Regions from separate parts of the Zea mays genome. Here region 2 is linked to region 1. Evidence: chromatin contacts called from public Hi-C data. All regions are on one chromosome and are shown on one strand. The core of a region is the stretch at or near the end of the contact, and the rest is flanking DNA. Distances in the headings are between cores, read along the strand shown. Region 1 holds the start of LOC103643458 (serine/threonine protein phosphatase 2A regulatory subunit B''beta). Region 2 holds the start of LOC100381827.

Region 1 (7,216 bases), core at 1,426-3,925:
ATTACTCTGTTTGATCAACCAAAGAAAATGCAGCAACTCCCAAAGATCCAGCATTCCATTTGCTTGTGGCTTGTGCTTGTTCATATCCAAGCCAGCCGTCTCAGACTCAGACCCAATGATTTCAAGTCGTCCAACTAATCGCGATCGGTCAAGTCGGTTCTATTGGTGCGATTAGGAAGTCTGACTCGATCAGGTCGACTAATTGTCTGGTCGTCTGACTATTCATCGACTAAGCGCCCCAATTAGGGTGGGGACGACTAGTTTCTTTTTAAGGCCTGATTTGGATGTGGGCTGGACGACCGGTAATAAGGCCCATTAGGCCATTACTGTTAGGGTTTTAGTTAAATAATGCTGCTCCCTATTCTATTCTACCGGCGGCTGCCCTGTGCCCTCTCTGCTTGATTCCAATGGCTGCCCTCTCTCTTGATTCCGGCGTCTGCCCTCTTCCGGCGGTGCTTCCAGCGGCTGCTCTCTGACCTCTCGGCGGCGGCGGCGACCCAGCAGCCTGCGCAGCGGCAAGATGAGTACATCGTCTGAAGATCTGTTCCCCTCTTGAATTCCCCTCTGCGCTCTTGAATTCACCTCTGTTTCCTGTTGCGCGCCTTTGCTCCCCTCTGCTTCCCACTGTGCGACTGCGATCTATGCCTCAATTTCTTCCATTCCTTGTGTATGTGTAGAGAGGGATTGGCGCCATGAACATGCAGCAGCTGTTGAACGTGCAGTAGCGAGTTAGTGACTGACTGATGGTCTGAAATCTGAATTGTCCAGTTCCAGTATTCAATATCCATATTCGCTATGTTTGGTATAGCCTCCTATATGCTATATATATAGGTCCTGTAAATATGCAGGACGACTGCGACCAGGTCGATTAGGACCTGATTAGTCGACCTAATTGTCGTCCTTATCGTTATTAGTCGCCTGATCGCCCGGGTGGATCGACTAGCAAGTCAACCGACTTGAAATCATTGCTCCGACGGTCAGAGGCGCTTGTTCTGTTGTTCATCTCATGCGGAAGGGCCAAGCACCAACAGGCAGTGCCAGTGTGCTGCTGCAGTGGAGCATGGACGTGCACTGGTGCACATGCCCACCAGAAGCCAGCGTACATGCAGCCTGATCTGCATGGCTGCAAGGTGCAGGCCTGCAGGCTCTAGTGCTTAGCGACAAACAAATAAGGGCACATCAGCACAGGCAACAACTCAACAATTTAGGAGACAGGAAGTTTCTTATTTTCATCTTTTTCTTCTTCAAATGCTTCAGATGATAGATGAACTATAGAGATCAGTGAACTGTTTTGTTTTTTGTGGTTTGTCATACATCTCTTATTCTTCGTATTTCCATCTTTTGTGTATTTGTGCATCAATTGATAAATAATAAAGAATAAACGATCTAATTCAATCTAAAATGGAAACATAAGATAGGTTTATTATAAAATATAATCACATGTCATCTGAAATCATAGGTTTATTGTTCTATATAGAAAGGCCTCAGTTTAGAGTTTGGCACATGCCCTGATTTATGCAAGGACAGTTCTGACAGCAATAAAAATAAGAATTCAGACTAAGACAAGATTCGCATGCACCAGGCTAGTTCCTATATCATTGTTGACGTGAAACACAGCTTAGGCGACACTAATCAGGTCACTGATATGGCACATATCTCCTGCAAATATGATACATGCTCATGTCACCAAATGACCAAAATTTAAAAAACAATGGTAGTGTAGATAACAATAAAGTAATTCAATAAGGCTAAGATCACTCCCGGCAATAAGTTGCTTTTAGTCTGGTAGTGACATTTAGCCTCATGTGGTATTATACTGAAATATACCAGTCAGCCCAGTTACAATGAAATTTACATTGCCGAGCTTCCAAGAACAAGATCATAGACAAAGAAACATAAGTACGAATAAAGACAAACCAAACCACTAAATGAACCCTGCACTTTGATCTACTAAAGTCCATCATCATACTTCATCTAAGTCACAAGCTGGTAAATGCGATACGAAATAATGACCTAACCAGTAGGCGCCGCAGCGCAAAGGACACCAAACGAAACGTTCGAAAGATGTTTCCAACTTGTCTGAGCCTAACATCAGAGTCCAGGGAAATTTAAGCACAAACCAAAGCAGCAAGCAAGCGAGGAAGGCGACAGGACGCGTAAAAGGATACCAGCTTGGTCGTCTCGGGTAGCACGAGCCACTGCGAATACAGCGCATCAGCTATGGAGTTCTCACGAAGCGCGCCCGGCGCGAGCTCCGCCAGCTGCAGCAGCTCCGGGTCCAGCGCTGCCGCGTCCCTCCTCGCCGGCTCCACCTCCATTACTTCCAAGCTCTGGAGGCCTTCTCATACACCAAGCGGGCCACCAAAACCCAGATCTGCCCCCGCGCGTCCGGACGCTGTTCCGGCGGGGAGGAAGGGCCCAAATCCGAGCTCAGCGGGATCAGCTAGGAGCAACGAAGTAGGATCGAGCGCCGGCAGCGGCGGGATCTGAAGCGACGGCTGGAGGTGGGGCGGTAGCAGGTGAAACCCTAGGCAAGCAGCCGAGCGAGGAGGAAATGAGCGACGGCAAGACGGTGGTGCACGTCGATATAACAGCGGAGTGCAAAATAAATTGATCTTTCGGATGCCACTTTCGGTTTGGGGTAAAGCTATAGCTAGAATTGAGCAAAATAATTAGGAGGTGTTTGGTTTTTAGGGACTAATGTTTAGTCCCTAGATTTTATTCCAATTTAGTTCCAAAATTGCCAAATATAGAAACTAAAATAATTAGTTTCTATATTTAGCAATTTATATACTAAAAAGGAATAAAATGAAGGGACTAAACATTAGTCCCTAGAAACCAAACACTCCTTTAGTCTTTCCGAGTAGATCCATATATACACTTTTTTTAATTCCTACTGTAACTAGCAAATTACACGTTGCTACATGTTATGTTAATCTAGACTACTATATTAAGGTTGTAAGGGATAGTCTGCCTACATCTAGTTCTGCCTCGCGCGAATCTCGATCGTCCATCTATACCAATTTCGACCGTCCGTCGTTGCGCCCCGCGCCTCCGCCATCTGATCCGCCAACCGGCCTCCCTCCCCGTGCGCATCGCCGCCAGCAGCCAACCGGCCACCCCCATCCTCGCGTGAATCCCGTGCGCATCGCCAAAGTAATAATCACATACAGTAAATCATTCGATCTCCACCGGCCTCCTCCAATGACCGTAGCCGGAGCCATTCGCCGCCGGCGAGCATCGCGACCCCATCTCCCTCTCTTCGTCCTCGTCCTACTTTTCTCTACTCTAACCCCACGTACTTCGGCGCTCCGCGTTCCGCTCCGCCACGCAGCAACCCTCGTCTCCCTCTCCCATTCGCTCCTCTCCTGCGCCGCCATCACACGTGTTGCTCGTGGGGACGCCGCGGCGGCCGCACGTGTACGGCGAATCGCTTCCCTCCTGTCGTCCCGTGGTGCGTGGGGACTCGGCTGGGACTACCTCCGCCACTACGCCTTCTCCTCGGCCATCGGATGCGGCCTCTCCTGCGCAGTCGCCGCCTCTCGTCTCATCGCCGCTGTCGCGCAGGCCTCGCGCTTACGTTCCGCCACTGACGCTGCGCAGTGGATGCGCCTACACTACGACGACATCTGCGACGTCGCCACGCAGCTTCTGAACGGGCTTCTACTCGCCTTCTCCGAAGAGGTAACTGACCTATTCACTCGTGGTGCCTCTGATTCACACATTGCTCTGTCGATTTGTGACATTTGTTGCGGTTTAGGGGCCATTGAGAGAGGTGTTCATGGATATTAAGTGGGAGGTGGAGGAAGGGGAATTGCTGAAGGATTGCCTGGAAGTGGGAGCTAAGGACTTAAAGGGTTTGCTTGTCATTGCCAAAGATCTCTTCGCTGGTGTTTCAAGGACTTCTACGCAGCATAGCGAGCTCTGAGGTTTGGTGACTTTAAATTTGCCTTTTCTGATCGTTTCAGGAACTCACGCATGCTTGTGTAATTTAGTTTACTTTAGAGACCTGATGTTGATCTGTACTGTACAGAAATTAAACCCTTGTGATATCACTGTTGTGTCTGCTACTAATGGGTTTTGAATTTTGAGCTGTGCATATTTTTGCTAATCTGAATCCATTTGTGATCATGGCACTACCAATAACTTTGGTCCTTTTTTCTCAATGCACATGCTATTTTATTGATTTAGTGGAAATGTTGCGCGTGAAACTGTTCTATGCAAACATTGGATAGAGATACTATTAGATGTAGTTATTCTCCATTTGGGTATTTAAATAAAAGCTGCAGATATTTGCATTGTGGATTTTGAATGTAAGAGTTTAGATATGCCCTTTTTCGGTATTAGGAGCTCATACTTTTTATCCCAAAAGAGATGATTCTGATGCCAAGAATTTAAGGTATAAAAAAGATGAATCAGCCATGCTGCCCACAATATGTCCTATAACTGTCTTTCCAATTTATGTTTGCTCAATTTTCTCTCCAAGCAAAGAGGTATTAGTAATAATGATTGTAGGTTTTTGTCTAGCGAGGATGGAATCTCAAGAGAAAAATATTGTACTTCCTATCCCCCAAGGAGATAATACACTGTCAATAGATGAATCTCTACTTGTGTGTTTGTCTCATAACAAGCCAAAAAATCGATGTCAACTGCAATAGTTCCGAAAGGTATTATAACTTCCATAGCATTGTATGGATCAATTTGTATTTTTTGATTGCAAGTGATCTCTGTTTCATCTCATGACTGTTTTGTTCCTAGATTATATTTTCACGCAGGGTGATCTTGCACTCATCGATTGAAACGGTTTCGTGAAGAATTGACATGGCATAATTATGAAAATGAGTGGTGTGTTGCATGTAATTGCTTTTAAAAAGATTGGGATGGTTCTAAGTTATATTTTTACATGACTAATAACAAGACTTTCAAACCTTTTCTTGGTTGTCCATACGAATTGACATGTTGATTCAATTCCAATCATGGTTCTGTTACCTTTCATTAGTGTGGCTGTATAACAGCTCCACTTTTAAAAAAATGAATTAATGAGTCATATTTTCATAGGGCCATTTTGAGCATATAAAAATACACTAGCAAAGAGTTGATTTCTGGTGGTTCATGACAAGAGAATTTAGAAATTTACATTTTATCCTGTATATATGACGTCGATTATGGATTGACTGAAGCAAAAAAAGTGCTATGGGAAAATTTAGGTTGCATTGTTCTATATGTAATGGCTTTCTAGCTTGAACATATACTATTACCTTTTGAGACATAATGAAGTTAGTCACTTTCAAGCAATATGATCTTTTAGTCTTAGTCTTGGTAGTACCCCTTTCAACATCTACCTGGCCATTTCCCTTCATTTCATGTTTACCAAGAATATGTAAAATCAAGGCATCCTTAGCTTCATTATGAGTCAAAACTATACATGATTCTCCCAGGGGAAGTAAGTAATAATACAAGAACATTGGTTGTTTGTTTCATATGTTGTAGTTGATTTAATATATTTCTTTTCCAAACTTCAGTTGTTTAACCCATATTCAGAAAAGATCTATGATTACTTGGGAGGCATTGAAGATATTAAGAAATCCAAGGTTTGTGGTACTTATTTGTTTAATGTTTGCACCTATTGAACATTCTTTTTTGCGCTGATTTTGCAGTTTTCTCCCTTTAATAGGTTCGTACTGTAATTCCGGTTGTCACTTCATTTCAGGAGGACCGTGGTGAGTATATGAAGTTAACTATTTCTTTTATTATAGTTCTACTTTTGTGTGTGTTCATTGTCGTTAATGTGATCATGTAATTAACAGCTCGTATTCTACGTGCAATCAGAATTGTAGCTCATTTAGGGTTCAACATCCCCAAAGAAACAACTTATTGTGCGAGAACACTTGCTTGCTTAGTGGCAAGACTTGATAAGGTTTGTTTGAGACATGGACAATGTTGTTTCATTATATCAATGGATTCTGCTTCTCTAAAGAACCACATGAAGTAGCTTGTATGTTTGCCTCTTTGATTTATTTACATGCAATCTTTACAGGGAAGGATACTCATGGAGATGAACTATATGCTTGCTTATGGTTCAACTGAAGCTTCTTTGTGGTTGTTGTGGCGGTTTGTCCACCTTGAACATTTGTTGCCCTTTCAGGTAAACCCATGTCCAGGAAAATAAACATATCTTGAAAATTAAGTATTTGCAAAGTTTTGCTGACTGAATATTTGATTGGTCTGTAGTTTGTACAGGCACTTAGGTAACATATTTCTCTTCGACTCATTTTAAGAGGAAGGATAAAGGAAATAATATGCTACTTGCGGTTTTATTTTGGCACTTGTTTACTACTGTTATGTAGATTAAAAGGAGCTTAAAATATTCGATTGGCATGTTGTAAAGATGAAATAGAAACTTATATATTTATTCTCGTCTTGCTCTCTGTCCCACTCTGTAGAGCAGAACATTTCGTCATTTTCACTAAAAACTATAATCAACTAAGCATTTGTTTTTCTTATGGAGTTAGTACTTTTCTCTATGTTATTCTTATGTACTTCATTTGCTCTTCTGGTCATGTAGGGTTGTGTGTTATTTTATCTGATATGGAAACATGGCTGAGTTGTGTGTTATTTTATCTTACTTTTGGTTATGTGAAAGTTTATGTAAAGGACAACGATCTCATTTATTATGATTAATATATTATAGTTCAGTGATAGCAATAATTCTTGAACACTAACCTGACTTAACTGTGTTGTACTTCTGTAGAGCAAATCCTATGCAGGCATGATCTTAGGTTGAATTCTTGAGATTAATGGCAAGCTCTACCAGCAAGCTATGAAATTAGAAGTGGAGTTCTTTTCTTCTCAGCCTGTAGACCAACATGTTGTAGCTCCACTTTCAAGATATTGTGATCCAAAATATAAACTCTTGATCTTTTATAATTTTGATTTGACGTGCACTATTATTGATTCATCTGCCAATTGCATCAAGTTTTGTTTCCTTGTAACAAACCTATTTGGTGTACTTACATGTGTTTGTACTCAGATGTAATGCATGATACCTTGTATTGTAATTTTTTGCTTGTTTCTTTTCTACCTTAGCACAAGGTGGTTGCTGATCATTGCCTTTCTTTTCTTGAGTGGTCGATGAGCATTGCATTTCCTTGTAACAAACCTATTTGTTTTGGTTGCTTTAGGTTACCAACACGGATTACTTGAGTGGTCGATGAGC
Region 2 (7,216 bases), core at 3,329-5,828, 220 kb after region 1:
CGGAAAACTGGTGTGCGAGATTGGACGGCTGAGATTGTAGAACGGTAAAATGGACGGCTGAGATCGCAGAATGGCAGAACATAAAAGGCAGGCTACTATTGCTAACTTAATGCGTGTGTTGTATGCAAAGTTATTATAACGCACAACCAAAACTCCATCTCCTTTATCTCTACTACTATTAAGGCTGCAAGAGTAGTCGGCCATTCCCGTTCTGCCACCGTTCCCATTCCCATGTCTGTCATTCTCATTCTTTATTCTGTCTTTCTCATTCCCTCCTCCCGCAAAGCTCATTCCCATTCTCATTCCCCCGTACAGCCCACATCTAGCTAAAATTAAAAAAACACATGTCCTCAAAGGGATTTGAACCCGTGACCTCTTAAGCAAAGGCCAAGAGTAGCTACCACTACACCACATATGTGTTTATGTCTATGTCTATGACAGGAAACACATCTACTACATCTCTCACCAAGCTCACTTGCTACCCTTGCACAATACGTAGTAGTAGATAAGTATCACCGAGATTCTTGAATTAGATTTTTGGATGGAGGTAATATTATTTAAAGAAGAGCTTTGCATGAAATTTCTTTTGTTTGAATAATGTATTATACTTAAATTCCTTTTTTTGCATGCGTGACATTTTTCTCCGTAATATTTTTTTCCATAGATCAGACTTCTGAGTCATTTTCATAAACCAACGCCAAGCATGAATCCATGTTTCTTACTTGAAACCCCGAACAAACACTATGAGCAGGAGGCACCCACGTTGGCGTCGCTCATCGATGACGAGAAGAAGCTTAGCGACTGTCAGTTCGACCTCTAAAAGCAGTCCTACGTGGTCGCATGCGCCGCTGTGTACGACAAGCTCCCGCGAAGCCACCACTTGGACGCGGTCCAGAGCAGCTGCACCGCACTGTCCATCGTTAAGCAGGGAGGCCTCATGGTTGTCGCCAACATCGACGACTCTCGGGTTGTTCTGGACACTGCATCCGACGACGACGCCATCACGTCGTCTAGCTCATCGTCCACCTGAAGCCCAACCTACCACGTAAGTCGCTACTGACCGGACATGAATTCTTGTGTGCTGGGACGATGGATGTTGCTGACGTTGTGTGAGTGTCCTCGAACATGATGTATGTAGTGGAGTAGCGCATCTGGTGGTGCAACGGCCAGGGGTACTACCTCGCTGATGAGCCCGGGGTACACTTCGTTTGGCAGCCCAACCAAGAGTCATATCGGTACTCGTCATGTCGCGCGCGTTCGACGACTACTATATCGAGGATTGTGGCATCATCTTAGCGTCAGAGGTGACGCAGAGGAGGATCGACAACAGTGATCAGTTAGTCATCCTCGCCACCGTCAGGGTAGCTTTTGTGCCGACCTGCCTTTAATTCTCTTTGCAAACACACACATTTACCTTTTTGTTTAAGCAAGAGCGTATGGTGGTGCGTGTCTGATGACTAACGATGTACGAGGAAATTTTTTCTAGCATATGTGGAACGTGCTCTCCAATGATGAGACCATACAAATCGTGTCATATATCGAAGTCTGCATGATACTGATGGTTGCAATGTAGTGGTGAAACAACTAGATTAAAATAACAAAATTTATGTATGATTAGGATCACAAATTGATTATGAAACATTTTCTCATAACAATATAATACATATTTTATATGTAAGTTATCGTAATATACTGGTATTATATATTACCGTTGCAACGCACGGGCACTCAGCTAGTTAACTAGAATTTGCATATCACACCGCCAGATCTGGTCGCTACTACTGTAGCCGATAGGGGAGGCTGAAGCGCTAGACGATACGCTAAACACCTATAGACTATGGTGCCGTTTGGTTAAAATGTAACATAAATGGTAATGGTAACGATTAATACTTGAATACCGGTGATAACAAATTTAAATAAAGCGATATCCATTTGTAGTATGATATTAATTACGGTTGAACTTAAACAAATATTATTTAACGTTATCGGTTATTCATTACGTTACCACATGTGAACCAAACGCCATCTACAGTAAAAGGGAGGGGGATTGTGGCCACATGCGTTGCAGGTAGTCTCAAGGACATGGGCACATAGCGGTGTACTGTAGCCACCAAGTTCGCTAGAGACTACAGTGAGGAAATGCGTTGAACACGGTGTAAGTCTTCCAAGCATACACCATGGTGTATTTTCAAAGAAGCAAATAGTAAGTTGTGGAAAGTTTTAAAAAATGTCTGTGATGCCAATTCAAATAACCCTTCTTCAAACCCCGCAGAGAAAATGTGTTGTGAGAAAGTGACAGGTTATTCGATTCTTCGAGCCAAATACCCGGTAAACAAAATTAACTCAGATTCTTGTATACGTTTTTAAAATTTATGGTCAAATGGAGGGATTCTGCAATAACACCTTAAAACTAGTGCCAGATCGACAGAATCAAGATTGCATTGTACTTTGGAGTTGTCTTCCCTCTTGGAGTTTGGGGAGAGCGTTATACTATACGCTGGGGTTTGGGGAAAGGGTGCATTTTCATGGCAGCCTTGTAACCATCCATCCATCATCTATTTGCCGATTTGCTTTAGCTGCAGAGAGCAAGGATCCCGCAAAAGTTCCTCGGCCTAGTAACCGCCTTCCACTCTCAGAATTCGTCGGCGTGGTCCTCGGCAGCTCACTTCCTCCTGCTGGTGGTGATGGTGAGGCGCTCGAGGCTGCGGAACGTCGTGTTGTCCCGCGAGGCGGAGCCTCCCCTCCCGGCCGCGTTCCGGGCCACGGGGGAGCGCGGGGACGACCTGCTGTTCTCGGCGCCTCCCGAGTGGTGGAGCCTCTGCGCGGGGGACGGGCGCCCGCTGCCGCCACTGCTGCCGGAGACCCACCGGCGGTTCTGGTCACTGCAGTCCCCCGAAGAGGTCGGCCGGGTGGACGGAGCTGCGGGCATTTTCGACGAGCTCCCTCCCCGGGACAAGATGCGCGTTTTCTCTGATGAGTCGGCAACCTGGTGCGTGCCAGATAAGTAAGTTAGTACAGTAGTATTATATTTCCATCAAAAAAAATCTATGAAAATATTATAATACACTTCTTAAGAACTGATCTGAGTTAGCAGAAAGATTTTCAGCAAAATACTAAGAACATGGAAAAGAGGAAATGCCCTTTATTTTCAATTCACTAGACTCATCTTTTATTTAGTGGATTTGACACTAAGTATATATTTTCGTTTAAAAAGTTAATACCTCCATTCATGTTTACTAGCTACCACAGCTAAATCAGATACTTTTTTTCTACAAGAGCAATAAATCGGATACTTACTGCTTCGTTGGACGTTCCAAAGGAATCTGCAAAGCTTTTGTGCCTGGAATGACTGGAATGATCTGCAGGGCGCCCAGAGCCTGGATTTCTTCTGGCGAATGCCTCAACAGCACCAGTGAACCTATCCCGGATCTCTTGTCCCACTGGCAAAAACGCAACTAATTAGGTCAATCGATCAATTTTCACATAGCAATGGTCCAAATGCAATTAACTACCAGGAGACATACTGGAAGCTTTGTCTGTTCTCTCAACTGATGGTCCAACTCCAGCCATTCTTGCACTTGGTTGCTAGATAATTTAAGAAACATAATGGCATTTTAGTGAAACGAAAAGACAATAGTAATTCACCAATAATGTAGACAAGACATAGATATAAGATTAGAGAGACATACTTGAACAAGCTTGTTGTTGGAGCCCATTTGAGGGTACTTGAGTGCAGTCCAGTCAAATACGTAATCAAATTGGTATCCTACAGTGTTAATCTATAATGAGACCCAGTTTCCTAACACCGGATCATAGTGCAGGCGAGAACAATGGTCACATTAGCGGGGTCACTCAGAAGAAAGGTGTGTACCTTCCCGTATAAATACATCACGAAAGAGCTTCTTCATTGAAGAGTAATCTGGCCTGTCTTCAAATCGCAGGGAGCGACAATAGTGGAAATATGAGACGAACTCCGGCGGGTAAGATTTGCACAGAATCTGTTTAAGACAATGTTAGTTCAAACAGTGTCTGCAACAGCTACCATGACAGGATTACAATGTTCGTGTTGGCAAAAAGAAGTACCTCTGCCGAGGTAAGCATTTTCTTTTCACTAATTTTATCATACTTTTGTTTCTTAGTGCCAGCTTTAAGGCCCTGCCATGGGAGGCTAAGCATAACGTAAAAGCATGTCAAGTATAGTATTAGTAAAAGAGGAAATACAGTAAAATATACAGATTTTCGGGACAAACCTTCCTCTTAAAAAATATAGCAGAAGATAGCCAACAGACTCCAGATCATCTCTCCTGCTTTGTTCTGGATGAAACAAGTACAGGTACATGAAAAACAAATACATTGTGTTTCCCTCCTTTTGAAAGCATTAGATTAAGTAGCTTCTCCTTCGTCAATCGTCAGGTTAAGTTTATTTCATGACCAAGCATCCAAGAATTAAAAAGCGTATGATTTTAATGCAATTGCAGACACATGGTAACATATTTGATTTGCTCATTGAGCTCACCTATTCCAAGATGAGTATTCACACTAGCATAACGTGCTGTTCCAGTCAGATTTTTGTTCTCCCTGTGCATAAAAAAAATTAATCATTTACCATAAAAAACAAGTAGTCACAAAAATGAAAAGGTTCACTTTATGTCTAATCTATCGATTAAATTTGAACCTAGCGTCCTAGTTTGCAAATATCACAGAAAACGCATTAAATATTTGCATGTGATGTGACACTACTTTTAACCTTGGTGTTAAAACTTATTCTTGGGCTTTCAAGAAGATACTAATGCACAACAACATGACACGATTGGACATGAACATTTTGAGTAATTTGTCATTTTATTTCTGAAATTTACATGTAAATATCGCAAGATCAAACAATCCACTCAGGTTGCCTCTCTACCATGATCCGATACTATATTTAATATACAAAACCTCAGTTGGATTGCCCAACAGTGTACCATTAGCCAGTGTCTCTTGACAAAATGTAGGGTGCCATTTGATTCACGAAATGTAACGTAAATGACAATGATAACGATTCACACTTGAATAGACCGGTATCAATTTGTAGTGTGGTATATGATTACGGTTGGATTTAAACAAATATAATTTAACATTATCTGTTACCTATTACGTTACAAATATATAAACCAAACAACACCTAGGAAGTTGTGACATAGGTGCAGTATAGAGGTTGCACGAATTATCACATAGGTGCAGTATAGAGGTTGCACGAATTATCACATCCCAGTTTCTGCTTATGAACTTGCAATTTAATGGAATAATTGTTTGGCCCAACAAAGTCCAGGGTTAGTTATAAGTGAAAACTTCATTAATATGCTTCACCTGTATGGGATGTGTTTATGAGTCTGAAGGTCCTTGTATTTCTTAGCAAGCCCATAATCAATGATATAGACCTGCAGAATAAAAAGGATATGTCTTCACATATTGTTCATTGACGAGTAAGAATCTCGGGGATTATTACCAGATATTATTAGTATTAGAGAAGTAACTACTATGCTCTTTTTATACTGAAAATAACAAAAGCAGATGACATTTGGGGTTTAACCTGATTAGCTTTCCGACCTAAGCCTATAAGGAAGTTGTCTGGCTTGATGTCACGATGAATAAATCCCTTGGAATGCATGTATTCCACTCGGTTTATCTAAAAATGGAAGATTTAATAATGTAAGTCCAGGACAATAATAAAATCTCGCTCTCCTTCCAACACCCACTAAGGAAAAAGAATCAAACTTAAAATATGTACAATCTTGCAAAGCTTGCCTGCGATACACTTAGAACAACATACGGTGTTCATGAAATCCATTTGTACCATCAATGATCTAATACTTTGGAATTAAAACCCACAAAAGAAGGCAACACTTATGGCAGAATGCTCATGAAACTTCTGAACATGTAACTCCCAACCAATAGCTGTTATCAAATTCCAGAAAGTTGACTTGCCTCCTAACTGTTGCAGGGCAGCGTAAGGTTGAATATGGAATGAATAAACTCACCAGTTGATCAGCAAGCATAAGCACCGTTTTCATAGAAAATTTCCTGTTGCAGGAATTAAACAAATCTTCCAAGCTTGGGCCAAGAAGATCGATCACCATAACATTGTACTCCCCCTCAACACCATACCACTTGAGGTGTGGGATACCGTCTGTGTCAAAAATGAGTGACTAAATAAGCAACCAGAAGGCGTGGACACAAATTACTGCAAATAATCATATAAATTACAATCGACTTACTTCCACCCTGCAGCAGCATATAAACTTTAGATTCATAGTGCAGCTGTGGATGTTTTGTTTTCACAGGCTCCTGACAGATCAAACCAAAGAAAAGGTGAGGCCTTGAACCAAACGCTTCAGCAAAGGTATATCCAGACTCTAGATAAGAGACATGTTATACTACATTAAATGCAAACAGTATATACGTTCCAGCCTGGTTTTTTTGCACATACCAATTTTATTCCCACTTCCTCTCCATTCTGTATATTAACACCTAGATCAAGAAAAGTCACACTAGAAAGAATAAAAATTTATTTATGGGGCTAACAAAACACGACCATAATATGCATAAAATACACAGAATGTACCGAGATATAGCTCTCCGAAGGATCCGCTCCCAATCTTCCTCCCAAGCTTATACTTCCCTCCGATCACATGCTCCATGATCACTCTCCTCTTTGATTTCTCTCCCTCTCTCTCTCTCTCTCTCTCCCCCCTACGAGAATGGATCGCTGTTGCTGAAAAGACCAATGAAAGGAAAAATGATGCAGCCACGTTCAATCTGAATTTCCCAATTTCCCTTGGAGGCCAGAGACTATTGATGTGCCCGTTCAGTTCAACTGCCTTTTGCCCCAATGCCTCCACAGAGAAGGAGCACTACTGTCTGCCATCAAACAGTAATGCCAAAGAATGCAAAATCTGTCCCTGAAAACCACAGAGAAAATGAAACCTGAATCAGCCACATTAGCACAAACAGCATCCACAGACAGACCAGCATTCCCTGTAACGCTTTCTTTCTTTAATTAATTCCTCCTGTAGAGGATCCGGTCACTACAGTTCCGTCAAAAAAAAAAGAGAAGAAGAACAGAGTAACATTGCCCAGCGGGGCCAGGATCACACTCAAATGTGGATGGCAACAAGAGAACGTCCAGGGCGCGAAGCGCGTACCTGAGGGATGAGGAACCAGCAGGAAAGTCGCA

Evidence for each region. A called contact is a pair of places that touch in the nucleus more often than the background predicts.
Region 2: a Hi-C map of bundle sheath shows a contact between it and region 1, with 2.1 times the contacts expected there. The contact joins the promoter of LOC100381827 here to the promoter of LOC103643458 in region 1. A contact is called at or near these places in 4 of 25 Hi-C or Micro-C datasets (bundle sheath, ear, leaf and 1 more).

The regions. Positions count from the first base shown.
Region 1 is chr1:237,760,406-237,767,621 of Zm-B73-REFERENCE-NAM-5.0, forward strand. It overlaps LOC103643458 (serine/threonine protein phosphatase 2A regulatory subunit B''beta), which reads right to left and starts at 2,676. Exons shown (of 13, transcript XM_008666659.4): 1 at 2,169-2,676. The coding sequence starts at 2,318. It overlaps LOC103643459, which reads left to right and starts at 3,205. Exons shown (of 2, transcript XM_008666660.2): 1 at 3,205-3,684; 2 at 3,761-3,938. The coding sequence starts at 3,205. The coding sequence ends at 3,928.
Region 2 is chr1:237,977,608-237,984,823 of Zm-B73-REFERENCE-NAM-5.0, forward strand. It overlaps LOC100381827, which reads right to left and starts at 4,579. Exons shown (of 8, transcript NM_001174621.1): 1 at 4,517-4,579; 2 at 4,251-4,314; 3 at 4,084-4,168; 4 at 3,872-3,998; 5 at 3,690-3,766; 6 at 3,525-3,585; 7 at 3,298-3,440; 8 at 2,428-2,986. The coding sequence starts at 3,889. The coding sequence ends at 2,524. LOC103643460 (a long non-coding RNA gene) reads left to right here and starts at 2,687. Exons shown (of 4, transcript XR_002266408.2): 1 at 2,687-2,989; 2 at 3,822-3,863; 3 at 3,942-4,093; 4 at 5,984-6,260.